Linked DNA regions of Oncorhynchus mykiss: region 1 is linked to region 2. Evidence: chromatin contacts called from public Hi-C data. All regions are on one chromosome and are shown on one strand. The core of a region is the stretch at or near the end of the contact, and the rest is flanking DNA. Distances in the headings are between cores, read along the strand shown. Region 1 holds the start of kiaa0586 (protein TALPID3). Region 2 overlaps kiaa0586 (protein TALPID3).

What was found. Hi-C and Micro-C count contacts between places; a contact is called where the count stands out from the background.
Region 1: a Hi-C map of blood shows a contact between it and region 2, with 5 times the contacts expected there. The contact joins the promoter of kiaa0586 here to the enhancer-like site in region 2. A contact is called at or near these places in 2 of 3 Hi-C or Micro-C datasets (blood and liver).

What each region holds. Positions count from the first base shown.
Region 1 is chr19:32,367,241-32,370,964 of USDA_OmykA_1.1, reverse strand. It overlaps kiaa0586 (protein TALPID3), which reads left to right and starts at 1,783. Exons shown (of 30, transcript XM_036954656.1): 1 at 1,783-2,749; 2 at 2,872-2,930; 3 at 3,041-3,104. The coding sequence starts at 2,419. It overlaps timm9 (mitochondrial import inner membrane translocase subunit Tim9), which reads right to left and starts at 1,735. Exons shown (of 4, transcript XM_021573950.2): 1 at 1,479-1,735; 2 at 1,003-1,064. The coding sequence starts at 1,041.
Region 2 is chr19:32,292,189-32,295,807 of USDA_OmykA_1.1, reverse strand. It overlaps kiaa0586 (protein TALPID3), which reads left to right. Exons shown (of 30, transcript XM_036954656.1): 19 at 1-172; 20 at 369-490; 21 at 2,256-2,440; 22 at 2,612-2,780; 23 at 3,065-3,227; 24 at 3,557-3,619. Among protein-coding and RNA genes, the nearest start is that of irf2bpl, 55 kb to the left of the region's middle. Within about 2 kb of position 2,312, at least 1 of the 11 cell types and tissues checked has an H3K27ac peak or open chromatin away from gene starts, as enhancers often do.

The sequences.
Region 1 (3,724 bases), core at 534-3,033, 76 kb before region 2:
CCAGGAGTTTTTTTTTCAGGAGTTAAAGCCATGTGATTTGAATATGAAAAACGGGTCCCTTAATAGCCCATATACAACCTTTTTACAACGGATTAATCAGTCACACCTTATAGGGTCCAGAGTTTTCCTAGTTAGGTTACTATATAAGGAAAAACTCCGGGCCCCAGGGGGTAAAATTGCCCCACCGCTCTGGGACCTATGGTGCCACCAGTCTGCTTGCAGTTGTCAGTTATCGTCAGGTATGTGGATGATCAGGGCTTTATTCAGGAACATTTCTTGGGATACTTTGATGTGTCAAGTGGGCAGGATGCACAGTCTGTGTTTGACTTGATGAATTTTGAGATGTCAGAGTTTAACTTCATAGAGAAACTCATCATCCAAACCTACAATGGCGCAGCTGTAACGGAATGTATCTGCTATTTGTATTTACAGCTAACTCCCCTCCTGTTCCCTGATTAAGAGGTGATGACTACTCCACTACCATTGTTTCTCCTGACATGAACAGAAGCCACAGCGTCTCATGTGCCCTCTCATCCACTGGCACGTTGAATGTTTCCCTTCCAAGCACTGCGAGTACCCAGATCACTTTTCTCTCATTACTGTATGTAGTCAATCACATACACAATCACATTATTACACATCAACGATTTTACTCCTTGCTTGGACTAACTCATTCTTAGCTCTTGTCTAACTGTGTAGTGTCTTGTTATTGTTTTTTGTCTTCCCAGTAAAATCCTGTCCTGCACTGGTCAAGCCTCTGAACACCTCAACTCATGCCTCATACCCTCATTCAATCACTGCTGTGATCACTTCCCAACACTGTTTAAGTAGCCCTCTCATCCCCCTTCCCCATAATACTGTACTATACATGTGTTTATTAAATGCTTTAGGTTAAAATAATTCGTCTTTGATGACTTTGAAACATACCGTGAGTCTCCCATCCTCCTCAATTTTTCAAGTCACCAGTCTCCACTGGGGTGCGAGTATCCTCAATTTACATACCTGTTTAACCTGGTCCGCTTCTGTCACCTGGATAGACATGGTGGTTCAAATGGACGATATTTCTGTTGGATTAAAGTTACACCCATGAATGTAATCGATTGAATGACAGCCCTATCCATTGTTATGTAGCTATGATGTCCGTTCACTAGTTATAACTAGCTAGGAATAGGGAGTACTGAATTACCAAGATAGCTACAGAGTATTAGTTGATTAGCTATATATGACACCTAACCATGAATTCATAACTGACCATTCCATAGCTAGCTACTACATAGTTTAAGCCTTGTGTTAGTTAGCTAGCTAGCTTAGTGGACAGCTAACGTTAAAAGGTCCCTAACAGGCTAAATATATAGCGCAGTTCTGAAGGTCAAGTGAAGCATTTGAAGACATTACATACATTTTGATATCAAGTTGTGTGCACAAAATGCATAATAAATCACATTTTCTTTAACACAGCAAAAAAGTCATTCACCCACCCAGATTCCGAAGGACATGTGACGTTGTGAAAAAGGGACTGCAGTGGCTGCGGCACCAACAGTTTTGAGAGGCTTGAAAGGCCAGATATTGGAAATTAAAAATAGTTTTTAAAACAAACAAATATTTCTATGATAGTATTAAATATTGTATACGTTCGTGGGGATATGTATGGAACTCAAAATCGAAAAGTAAATTGTCGAAAATAATAACCGAAATGTCAAATTAAGATGAATTTTGTGTCACTACATAAACACTCCGGTGTAACACGAGGTAATTAAAATATTCAGTACCTCATTATCCTGTTGTTCGCTAGCGCACCTTTTATCTAATATAAATAATGGTCAACCAAATACTTTAAATTATTTAATATTTGATTAATATATGTTCTCTTTTGATTAATGTTTCCTCATCCATGGAGTCCCTATCATGCCCAGCAGATGATGGCGATATTTATCGCGGAGAGAGGATTGGTCGTTGACCGGAAGTTATTGTTGTCAGCAACAGTTGCTGTGTTTTCATATTTTCCATCGTTAGCTAGCAGTTGTGAAGCTATTATGTATCGTTCGATTCTGACCTCGGGTTGCAACGAATTCAGTTTGTTCAAAATTACATAGGTCTAGCTAGCTACTTCCTACTGAGTTTTGTCGCGTTGTGCTTTCAACTGTTTAGAGGTGTTAGCCAGCTAACGTTAGTAGCTAGCTACTGTTAGCATAAAGTCGTCATTAAACAAGCGTGAAGCGGGATATTTGAATGTTCGTCTTCCTAAGGAAAATGACGACAGTGGTTGTTTATTTATCTATATCAACTCCCACGGTTAGTAACAACTATGTTATGTGTAACGCCTGATCGGGTCTGGTGTTGAGCATACTAGCTATCATACTCTACTCTGCTGCAGTGCTCGCTACTAGATAATCAACTGAGCGTCAGAGTCGATTAGATATGGCTCATGCTCTTCTGAGCCGATCAAATGAACTTCTGAACTTTGCAAGGAATATTAACCTTGACGAATCCACTTCAAGTTCTGATGCTGGAGACGTCTTGATTCGTGCAACAAAGATTCACTTTCCTGAGCGGAGCAATGAAGGGCAGAGGGATTTGGGGTCGTTGTCCACCGTATCTAATAAAACAGACAATGTAAAGATAACAGTGAAGAAGTGCTCTCTTCTTGACGAGCCACCAAAGATCGAAAAGCAAAGACAAGCAAGGAAACAAGAGCACAGGCATGTGCCTCCTGCCCTGCAAGCAAACCTGCCATCAGTTTCACCCTCTGGTAGGCTTAGTAAACCCACACTTGTTATAAGGCCAGCGAAACTGTTATATTGTATTGCAGTTGTATATGCCATTGATTTCAGTCTGACCAACATTTTGCTCTTCCCATGTTGTCTTTTCCAGAGGGAACGAAAGCACACAAAAAGAGTCCGATAAAAAGAGTCCCGCAAAACGAGTCCCAAGTAAGATGTCTTCTAGCTTGTTCTTTTCTGAGAAGTGTGTGCCTCACAAGTATGTCACCCATACTAATATAATACATTTTAAACTGGTGTCATTTCATTTCCAATTTCAGGTTCCTAGTATAGATGGAAAAGAAACACTGACCTCTGTTCAACCTAAGGGCAGTGAGGACAAAGGTAAGTGTCCTTGGGCTAAACCTGTGATGTACTGGACAGCATGCTGTCATTGATTATCTACTGGCTACTTCATATACAGTGAGCTCCAAAAGTATTGGGTCAGTGATTTTGTTGTTTTGGCCCTGTACTCCAGCACTTTGGATTTGAAATGATACAATGACTGTGAGGTTAAAGTGCAGACTGTGATTGTATTTGGAGATATTTGTATTTGGAGATACTTTTATTCAAAATAAGAATAGAATATGTTTCTAAACAATTCTACATTAATGTGGATGCTACTATGATTACCAATAACCCAGAATGAATCATGAATAATGATGAGTGCGAAAGTTACAGAGATATTAATATCATATATGCTAATATGCCTGTTATTGTAATAGTGAGAGGTTAGCTAGTCTTGGGGCTATGATATTTGTGCTTCTAACTTTCACACTCATCATTATTCAGGATTATCTGTAATCATGGTAGCATCCACATTCTATTATGTTATATTCTTGTTTACAATAAAACATAACTCAAAATACCATTAATTTCTATTGGGCACAAAATAAAAGCAAATGCATCCAACAAGTTTGTAGAGTCACAAGCTTGATGTAATAATTATGTGCTAGGAATATGGG
Region 2 (3,619 bases), core at 1,063-3,562:
AGGAGGAGCTCCATGATGGTCCTATAGAACTGAACGGTCTGGCCTCTCCTCCTACTGCTATGTACCACGGTCCTGTGTTCCCCTGCTACCCTGCAGAGCCCCTACCACCCCCAGACCCTGTCCTCAGCTCCATCCAACACAGAGAGACCCTGGAGAACAGGCTGGTTGACTGGTGAGGAGGATAGCATTATGTTACGCAGTGAAGCTGAACACTGTTTTTTTTTATTTTTACGAATGCAGAATACACATTCCAATATCCCTACTGGTGTACTACTTGCAATGCCAAATACATGCCAACAGGCAATGTAGAGTTCACCATCAACATAAAGGGAGCTAGTTAGAAGTAACGGGTTTGTTTGTTCGTTTAGGGTGGAGCAGCAGCTGATGGCCAGAATGATCTCCGAGATGTACCATCCCCCTCTAGCTGACCCCGCCCAGAACCAGAGTCCCTCCCACTCTGAGCCAGAGGACAGTGTTACCTCTGACATCGGTGAGAACTGGGACTGGTCACATAGTATACCTAGTTCCACTTGGTCATGCTCACCCTTTCTGTAGCTTACCACATGCATCATCCTGATGATGTGGCAAGTTACAATTTGCTTTCTGAAAGTCTTATATCTTGAAAACATTATTGCTGATGTGCAAAACATTTTGGGACTGTATCAACGGTGAACTAATGAACAACAATACCAAAATGTCGTTTTTGAGTGGATTATTCCTTTAATCCCAACTCTGACCTTAACCATCACAGAAAAACTGGGTGAGAACTGGGTCCTTTCACTCAAAAGGTCTTGTCCTGTTCAGGTCATCCCGATGCCTGTGGAGCTGAGCCCAGCCAGCAATGATGCATTACAGCATAGCTGTGGCTTGGGAGCGTCTGGTAGCCACTTTCCTCAGGGAATTTGTGTGGGGCTCTGTGGTACAGTGACTGTGTCAGTGGGGCTCTGTGGTAGCATTGTGAGTGCTGTTAACCATCCGATGACATGCGAAACGCTACCTCAAGCTCAACGGCTTTGTCAAGCCACCGACCGCAATCCTCATGTTCAGGAATCCCAAAATGTCCCTCGTGGCTTTTAATAAATGAGCTCAAATGGGGTTGGTACGCCTGCTGAGATATTGACATGAAACTGAATAGATGGACTGTACATCATCCCCTTGGTTCAAGTTCCGTGTTGAACAGGATTTTGCAATTAATTTTACATTAATTCATTTCATTTTAAGATAGCTAGGCGAGACAACCACATGTCACATATCACAGGGGGGGGGGTTAGTGCTAGTTAATGTTTTTTTTGTTTGGGGGTGGGGGGGGTTGAGGTGAGGAGGAGGGATTAGCTTCGGGGGGAGGCTGGTTCCTACATTGGGGTGCCGGGACAGGGAAGGGCTTGGACTGGACTGAGCGGGTGCTGCCGTCCCGTAGTGGTGGGAGGGCCAAGAGACCTGAGTGCTGGGGTTGAGGTGTCGGGCCTGAGCCTGAATGTAGGGAGGGGCAGTTTCTTTCGCTGCTCCGTAGGTTGGCACCATGGACTTGTAGTGGATGCGAGCTTCGACTGGAAGCCAGTGGAGTGTGCGCAGGAGCGGGGTGAGATGAGAGAACTTGCCTCATTGAAAGTTATGCCTCACGGTTTATTTGAGTGCGAGCTGTCTGTCGTGAAGGGAGAAGACATGTCAAAGCCCCAATACGATAATACAGTTTCTCATTAAATCATTGATTGCTCTTTCTCATCTACCCGGCTCTGCTTCTCCTTCTTCTTCGCTGCTACGGATTGCAGTCAGAACACTTAAGAGAGGCAGTGGCAGCGACGTTAGCGGGCCATGGATTCAGGTCGTCTCCCAAACGGCACCCCGTTCCCTTTGTAGTGCCCCCTTTTATAGTGCACAATATAGGTAATAGGGTGCCATTTGGGACGTTGCCTCACGCTCTCATCTAGTAGAAAGATCAATGATGTATCACATTTGCAGATGAGGCCTCCACCCTGTGATCACTGGAGGGTGACTCTGCTACTCCCTTTAGACAGAACAGTGAGAAGAATGAGGGGGAAACTGCTGGGCTTCTTTTGTGCAATATAAACCCAGCGATTGGATGTCAACTATTCTTTTAATTGTTTTGTTAAAATGATCTCGTATGCAAAAATGGGCATACCAGAAGAGTAGATGTTCCGTAGTGAGAATCCGTTTTGAAACTTTGTGTCCGTCCAATCAGAACACAGATGTTGGTTTTCTGTTGCAAAACGCTCTGCTACAATGTGTGGTTCCAGTGGAGGCTGCGGGTGGAGAGGGCCTACAGCTGTTTGTGGACGCCAGTGTTCCTGTGGACTCGGAGCTGATCAGACAGTATGTGAACGAGGCACTGGCAGAGACCATAGCCCTGATGCTGGGACAGAGAGAGGGACAGGAGAGACCTGTAGCACCAGCCAAGCCTCGGGATCCTCCGTCGCAGGAGGTACTGTGTACAGTCAATCAATCAATAAATCAGTCTTTACTGTATAAATAAAACAAAAAATAGTATTTTGAAATAGTATTTCTAATCTAACATTTACACTGAGTTATTTGTTCTTTTTTTTACAGTATTTTATTGTAATTGTATTCTTTCCACAATGTGGTGCTGTTGTAGGAGCCCTTGGTGCCAACCCCAGTGCCCACCCCAGAGCCCAGTGTTAGTCCTGGGCCCCCCAGCAGAGGCCTGTCCCCCCTGGCTACCCCACAGGCTTCAGAGCAGGGGACCCCCCAGCAGTCACCCAGAGAACCCCAGCCACAGGAGCCTCACGTCTTCACACCTGCAGGTCTCATAGCATAGTTACTGTATCTCCATTACACACGCACACTCTGCATACTCCGTCTGCGGTCATAGTAATGGAGTGGTCCATGACTAGGGACCACAGCTTTTCATGATCATGTGACCTGATAAGGGAAAACTCAGCGACCTAGTTATAAGCAGAGTTTTAGAGTTCTAGAGTTTTTCTTGTGCTGGTCACATGGTCAGGAAAAACTTGGGCTTATCCATGATAGAATGATCCCCAGCCTATCCAATGAGATGCTGAACATTCCTGTTCCACTTTGATCTCAGACCCAGAGCCAATAGTGACCCCAGTCACCACTCCAAACCCCTCTCCCCTGGCGGTGTCCCCTCCCTCTGGCCCTGCCGGACCCTGGGGAGACGCATCGCTGCCCCTGGCTGAGGAGCAACCCCACAGCCCTGTAGAGGAGCAGGAGAAGCACAACAAGCCACTGTGAGTCTGCCTGTCTGCTGATTCTACTGTCTGTCTGTCTGTCTTTCTGAATGGTGGAACTGCGTGGGGACCTCCCTCAGAAGACAATAAGGGGACATAGTGGCGAGTGTAGGATGCACTGCTTGGTGTGGTTGTATTGTACCACAGCTCCCCCTGCTGTCAGGAGATGACAATGCAGTTAGAGTTACAAAGAACATGCGAAGATAACACACAGGCCTGGAACATAGATGGTTATTGGTTTTAACCTAACCGAGCACCACCCATCCTACTAATATCTCATCTCTCTCTTTTTCTCTCTCTCCTTCTTTTTCTCTTCTCTCTTTCTACAGAGTGATGTCAGTGGCTGAGGAAGAGCCTGTCAGTGTGCCTCCAGTCCCACCTGTAACCTCCAG